Regions from separate parts of the Mus musculus genome. Here region 2 is linked to region 1. The links are chromatin contacts, called in public HiChIP or PLAC-seq maps. All regions are on one chromosome and are shown on one strand. The core of a region is the stretch at or near the end of the contact, and the rest is flanking DNA. Distances in the headings are between cores, read along the strand shown. Region 1 holds the start of Gkap1 (G kinase anchoring protein 1). Region 2 overlaps Agtpbp1 (ATP/GTP binding protein 1).

What was found. HiChIP or PLAC-seq counts read pairs in DNA pulled down with a chosen protein or histone mark.
Region 2: an H3K4me3 HiChIP or PLAC-seq map of stem cell-derived neural progenitor cells shows a contact between it and region 1, with 7 times the contacts expected there. The contact joins the enhancer-like site here to the promoter of Gkap1 in region 1. A contact is called at or near these places in 6 of 39 promoter capture datasets (the 3T3-L1 cell line, the C10 cell line, cranial neural crest and 2 more) and 2 of 115 datasets of contacts at active chromatin or transcription factors (embryonic forebrain and stem cell-derived neural progenitor cells).

The regions. Positions count from the first base shown.
Region 1 is chr13:58,272,688-58,275,652 of GRCm38.p6, reverse strand. Gkap1 (G kinase anchoring protein 1) reads left to right here and starts at 1,465. Exons shown (of 12, transcript NM_019832.4): 1 at 1,465-1,579. Gm26555 (a long non-coding RNA gene) reads right to left here and starts at 802. Exons shown (of 8, transcript XR_873524.3): 1 at 1-802.
Region 2 is chr13:59,508,628-59,511,592 of GRCm38.p6, reverse strand. The region is part of intron 11 of Agtpbp1 (ATP/GTP binding protein 1); the gene reads left to right. Among named protein-coding and RNA genes, the nearest start is that of Agtpbp1, 47 kb to the left of the region's middle. Within about 2 kb of position 1,447, at least 98 of the 459 cell types and tissues checked have an H3K27ac peak or open chromatin away from gene starts, as enhancers often do.

The sequences.
Region 1 (2,965 bases), core at 216-2,715:
TTTATTCTGGGGCTAGAACTCAAGCTATCGACTGAACTATTCCCCAGCACCCAGTGTACTGTCCAGGTGCAGTTCTTTCAGCTGTTTTAGAACTGCTTCAACTGCTTATGGCCACCTATTTAGCTGCCTTCAACCCCAGTCCTATGAAAACCGGTAAGTAGCTGCATCCTCCTCTTCCAAGTGTTCACGCTCCCTCTTACAAGCAACCGGGTCTCAAGACCTCATTTCTCCCTTCCCAATCAGATGTTCAAATCCTGTAGAATGCACCTCCACATCACTTCTCAATCATTTAAAATTCTTCCTGCCTTCCTTTATCTTGTCTTGCCCCATCCTCTTGGCCCCGACCCCCGGATCAATCTTTCTGTGTAGCCACCGGCCTTGGACTCACTTTCTGATCAGCTTGCCAAGTGTTGGGGGCTCATAGCCGTGTGTCCTCACCGCCCCCCCCGCCCCCCCATAGCTCATCTGTTATTACCGTCTGCCTGGTCTACACAGGACTGCCAGTTTTCAATCTCTAACATCTGCAGGAGTTACAAAGCAAAAAAAGCCTTCATTTCTTCCTTCAAACTTCTAAATCCTAAAACATCAAATATTGCCTTAAACATCAATCCTTACTCTTGGAACTCAGCCATCCCTCACCACCGCCGCCCCCCTCCCTCATTTTTCAGTCGTCTCTGCCACTTGTCAACACCTCCAATCTCATTGTGGAACGCAGCGTCCAATGGCCTCCATCCAAGGCCCCGAGGTCTCCCCGCAAAACCCCACCTCTTCCCAGGCCAAATCCAAAAGCCTCCTCCCTCGCGCTGCCCCAAAGATGCTCGCAGTCCTCGGATCCCGAGTAACATTCTCTTTTTCCACCGGGCCCTAGGGTGATCTGGCGTCTTCTGCGATTCTTTGCTTCGCTCCCCACTGTGTCCCCCACGTCTACACCCGCGGCGGTGACTCGCGCGGGACATCGCCGGGCAGCCCGCACGGCTGGGCGGTAGCGGACGGGTTTGCCGGTAAGCCGCTTAACTTTGCAAAACTAAAGCGGCCCCGGAGGTGCTCCCGCGGGAACCCAAGGCCGTCCGGCTGTTTGCATCTCGTGCAGCACCGCCCTCCCTCGCCGACTGGAGGTCCGCCTCCGCCCCCGGGCCTCCCCACAGCCTGGCGATCCCGCCGCGCGCCGCCCGCGGCGGCCTAAGCCTCCTCCCGGAAGGCCTCCCACCTTCCCGGCTCCGCGACCCCGAGGACCGCGGAGCCGCCGCCTACGCGAGCCGTTTGGACCCTGCGCGGCCCCCGTAGCGCGGCTCCTCCAGCAGGTGGTTCTGGTCCTCCGCAGTCCGTCCCCCGCGGACCTCTCCTCGGCGTCAGCGTCCGCCGCGCTGCGACCCTCGGCAAAGAAGTCCCGCGCGCCGGCCGGCCACGGCGGGCGCCAGGCTTGCGGGTCCGCCCCGCCCCGCCCCGCCCCGCCCTCCGCGCGCCGCCGCCCTCCGCGGGCCCGTTACTGCGGACGCCCCGCGGCCCGCGCCCAACGCCCGGGGGTAGCGCGGGAGCGGCGGGGAGACGGGAGCGGCCGCACCGCGGCGAGGGAGGCCCGGTGAGTCTACGGAGCCTCGCAGCTCGTGGCTGAGGGGACGCGGCCGAGTGCGGCCTGAGGCGGGGAGCGGAGCGGAGCGGAGCCGAGCGGGGCTGAGCCGAGCGGGGCCGGGCGGCGGGAGGGCCGCGGAGGCTGCGGGGGAGTGCGGGCCGCAGGCCTGGTCCGCCGCGGCCGGCCGCGGGAGTGACAGCAGGTGCGGCCGCCCGTTCGGGGCTCCCCGGGGCGCCCACCCGACGCCGGTGTCGCTTGCAGGCTTGGACACCGCGTCTCGGCAGCGGCTGGGGCTCGCCCAGCCCGCCGCGCTCTTTCTCCGGGTACTTCGCGAACAAGTTTTGGAGCACCCGGAACTGCTCGTGCGTGAGATTTGGCTTCGGTTCCCGAAGGAGGAGAGAGGGGCTGCTCGCCGCTCGCCTTCCCTCCCTCCCTCCCAGCAGCCCGAGGTAGATGCGCAGGCTCTCGCACAAGCCCCTGCTGTCGGGGCTTCCAGCAGCTATGCGCGGCGGCGGCGGTGGCAGCGGTAGGGTGCCAGCCTCGGGGTGTCTGTAAACGCGGAGCAGTCGGGGCAAAAGTTTATCCCATTGTCTGCCCCGCTCCCTCCACTGGCGACATTTCTCAAGGGATGTCGGTGGAGAGTTCTAGCGAGAGGCAGAGGCGCTGGAAAAACACAAGCATTGTTCTTCAGCCTCGTCTGTTTATGTGAAGGCGCTTGCGCCCGCCTGTCACGGGAATGAAGTTAAGCTGTAGCTCCAGAAATACTGGAGAAACTGCCGAAAGATGGTAATGCTGTATTGAGAATCTTCCTAGAAAGCCTGGGGTTTCCCTACACTAGCTTATGCCACTAAAATCGGTTAGTCTAAGCCTCTTTAATGTGATTTTTCACTAAAGATCGAAATACACCTGTTTAATATTAACCCTAGGGGCTTCTAGCAATCACTCTAGAGCGAGAACCTACACGTGGATCAGAGGGACGTTGTGTGCAAGTGAAAATCACCTTTGCACTTCATGACTGAATTCCTTAGTACATGTCTGCAGTTTGCTTTTTGTTTTTGTTTCTAAGAGTTCACAACCCACAGAAGTTGAGAGCTTCGGATTAGAAAAGGAAGGCTGCACCTAACCAGTGTGTGTGTTGCGGGGGGGGGGGGGGTGGGGGGGGGTGGTGGAGCTCCGGGTATGCCTTTAAGTTTATGTCATTTTCGATAAGTGTGTTGGAAGCAAAAGTTTCAGGACCGTTGGTCCTCGATCCCTGTAACCTTAAGTTCTAAGAAGTCAAAATGACAGTCAAGCAGCCAAGAAGATGAGGGAGACCAGGCCATTCCTTTTCCTCTCATTTTGTAATTCGTAGGGACAGTGCTTGGCATCAAACCCAGGGCCTCTTGGAGTCGCAAG
Region 2 (2,965 bases), core at 198-2,697, 1.2 Mb before region 1:
TTTTTTAAAAGTTAGTTATTTTTTATTATTTATAAAACACTTACTTGAAGAAATAATTTTTGTTTTGTTTTGTTTTTTAAGACAGGGTTTCTCCGTGTAGCCCTGGCTGTCCTGAAACTCACTCTGTAGACCAGGCTGGCCTTGAACTCAGAGATCCGCCTGCCTCTGCCTTCCAAGTGCTGGGATTAAAGGCCACTAACACCTCCCTCCCAGCTTGAAATAAACATTTTAAAAGAGCCTCCAAGTAATTGTCATTTTTTGAATCTCTAGTATGGATTTATTAATGGCATATATCATAAGGTATATTATTAGTTAAACAATCTAAACACAGATATAACTGACACAAAATGGATCATTTAGAAACACCTTTTAAAAGTCAGGCTGGTGAGATGGTTTGTAGGTAATGGAATTTTATGCTAAGCTTGGTGAGTTGAGTTTAATTCTTAGGACCCACATGGTGGAAGGAGAAAGTGACCTTTGGCATGTTATCCTCTGCCCTCTCCCGATGTGTGTGTGTGTGTGTGTGTAAGAGTATGTATGTGTGTAAGAGAGTATGTTTGTGTGTGAGAGTGTTATGTGTAAGTGAATGTATATGTAAGAGAGTATATTTGTAAGAGACAGTGTGTAAGAGTGTAAGAATCTGTAAGAGACAGTGTGTGTAAGAGTGTTAATGGAGAGTGTGTGTGTAAGAGAGTGTAAAGAATGTGTGTAAAAGACTGTGAAAAAGAGAGTGTGTTGCAGTGTATGTCTGTAAGAGACAGGGAGTATGTGTAAGAGAGGGAGTATGTGAAGTGTGTGTGTAACTGTGTATAAGAGAGTGTGTAACTGTGTAAGAGACAGTATGTTAGAGTGTGTGTGTAAGAGTTTAAGAGAGTGAGCATGTGTAAGAGTGTGTGTAAGAGTGTGTGAAAGAGTGTATGTGTAAGACTGAGTGTGTGTAAGAGTGCATAAGAATGTAAGAGACTGTGTAAGAGAGGGACTATGTATATGGAGTATGTGTGTAACTGTGTAAGATTGTATGTTAAGAGAGGGAGTGTGTGTAAAAGAGTGATAAAAATTAAATAATACAAAGTTTAAAAGTCAACAAGACTGAGTGAGAAACTTCTGAGTAAGTTAGCTGAGTGGAAGAGTTTGAAATTTCCAACAGGCATTAAGGCGAGGACGTTTGTAGCAAATCTGAAAGGGAGGCAAGAGGAGTCTTAGGAAACAGTGCTGCTGTGGCAGACAGGCTGAGGAAAGACGGCCTTCCTCCTCTGAGGAGCAGTGTCTCTGCTTTAGTTATGTTCTAGCATTCCATTTGGAGGGACAACAAGGAGTTTGTGAAACCTTTCCTGTATCTCAGTATAGGTCTGTGGTGGTGTGCGGTGAAGGGGTTACGTGGTGGTTCTGAGTGGTAGAAGGCTGAAGAGGCTCTTTTGTGATGCAACAGGAAGTAACAGGAGGAAGGAAGGAGAAGAAATCCTCACAGGGATATTTCGTCAGTGTCTAGATTGAGGGATAGCAAGAGTATACCTGCAGTGTGGTGAATTCACCAGGCATGGGGAAATGAGAAAGGGGACACTTGCTGTGGGCTCTGTCCTGTGACAATAGTATTCAAAGACTCTTACACTGGTGAAAATGAAACCCAAGAAGCAGGTACTCACTGGGGAGCCAGAGCAGTGGGTGGAAAGCTGGGCAGGGAGCCAGGAAAGGTGTGTGTTTCCCCGGAGTATTGGCCCAGGAGGGAAGGAGCTCGAGGCAGGGCAGCTGCGGCTGTTTGATCCGTGTAGACCACACAATCTGCATGGCAGAGCAGAATCAAATCTGGGATTGGGGAAGTAGTCAGTTTGGCGAGTTACTGTGCCCCCAGTCTCTGCAAAGGTAGAAAAGATTATGTAAATAAGTATCCACGCTAGAGAGAACCACTCTTAATACATTTGAATTTATAATTGAAGTAGTATTTTAGGGACATATAATTGCTTAAAAGTGACTTGAACAGGCAAAAATCCCCAAATGCAGTACATAGTTACGTTTGTTTTGTGGTATTAACTGTTGATGATGCCATAGATGAGTTCTCTCAACTTTCAAGGCATAGAAAAAAAGCAAAGCTTAGAAGCTAGCATGGTGCTGAAAGCAAAACCTGGTGAGAATTACCAGAAATAACCCGCAGCTGAAGCCCACCAGTCAGATGTGCAGACTCTAAAACAGAGCAAATAGAACTGGGCAGTGGTCTCTTACGTAGGACATCTAGGTTACTTCTAATATTAAAGTGGGTGAAGTTTATTATTAGTAGGTCAAAAGAAGGAAACCAAATAATTATTTTAGTAAATACCATGAAGAGATTCCAGATAAAATTTATTACAGAAATTTGCAGTTGTTTTCAATAATCTGTCACTAACTCTTATCTATATCATATGTCAGTATGGTAATGAACTATTAAAAGATGCCAAGTTAGCAAGACAGAGAAAGGACTCCCCATTGAGAGGCGAAATAGCTGGGCTGTGGGGAGTATTGCTAGTGTTGCCCAAAAATGACAAAATATTTAACAGAACCAGATAAAAGGAAAGTGAATAAAATATAGCTGTGTTCCCGTGTCTGTGTGCTTATAGCTGCAAACTTTAGATACACAGCATACCACTTCCTGCTGGAAAAGCGTGTTTTTGTACACAGACATAACCATACATCTGTAGGTTGTCCTTATGGATCTGACACAAACAGTGCATAGAGGGGAGTGGTTCATGTTTATAGGACAGTGAGGACAGGCCCTTTGTTTATAGTTTCTAAGTCCTCACAGGAGCCGCTGGCTCCTTCCCAGGGATGCCTTGTGCTTGCCTTTCTGGCTGTCAGAGAGAAGTAGAAGCTGGCTCCTGTGCTGCTGTAGTAAACGTAAGAAAGGAAGTGAAAGCAGCTTGCCTGCAGTTGCTGGCTCACACTGTGCTGGAGGTGTGAGGTATAGTCAGTCTCAGGGCCCTGAAGCCATGAACTG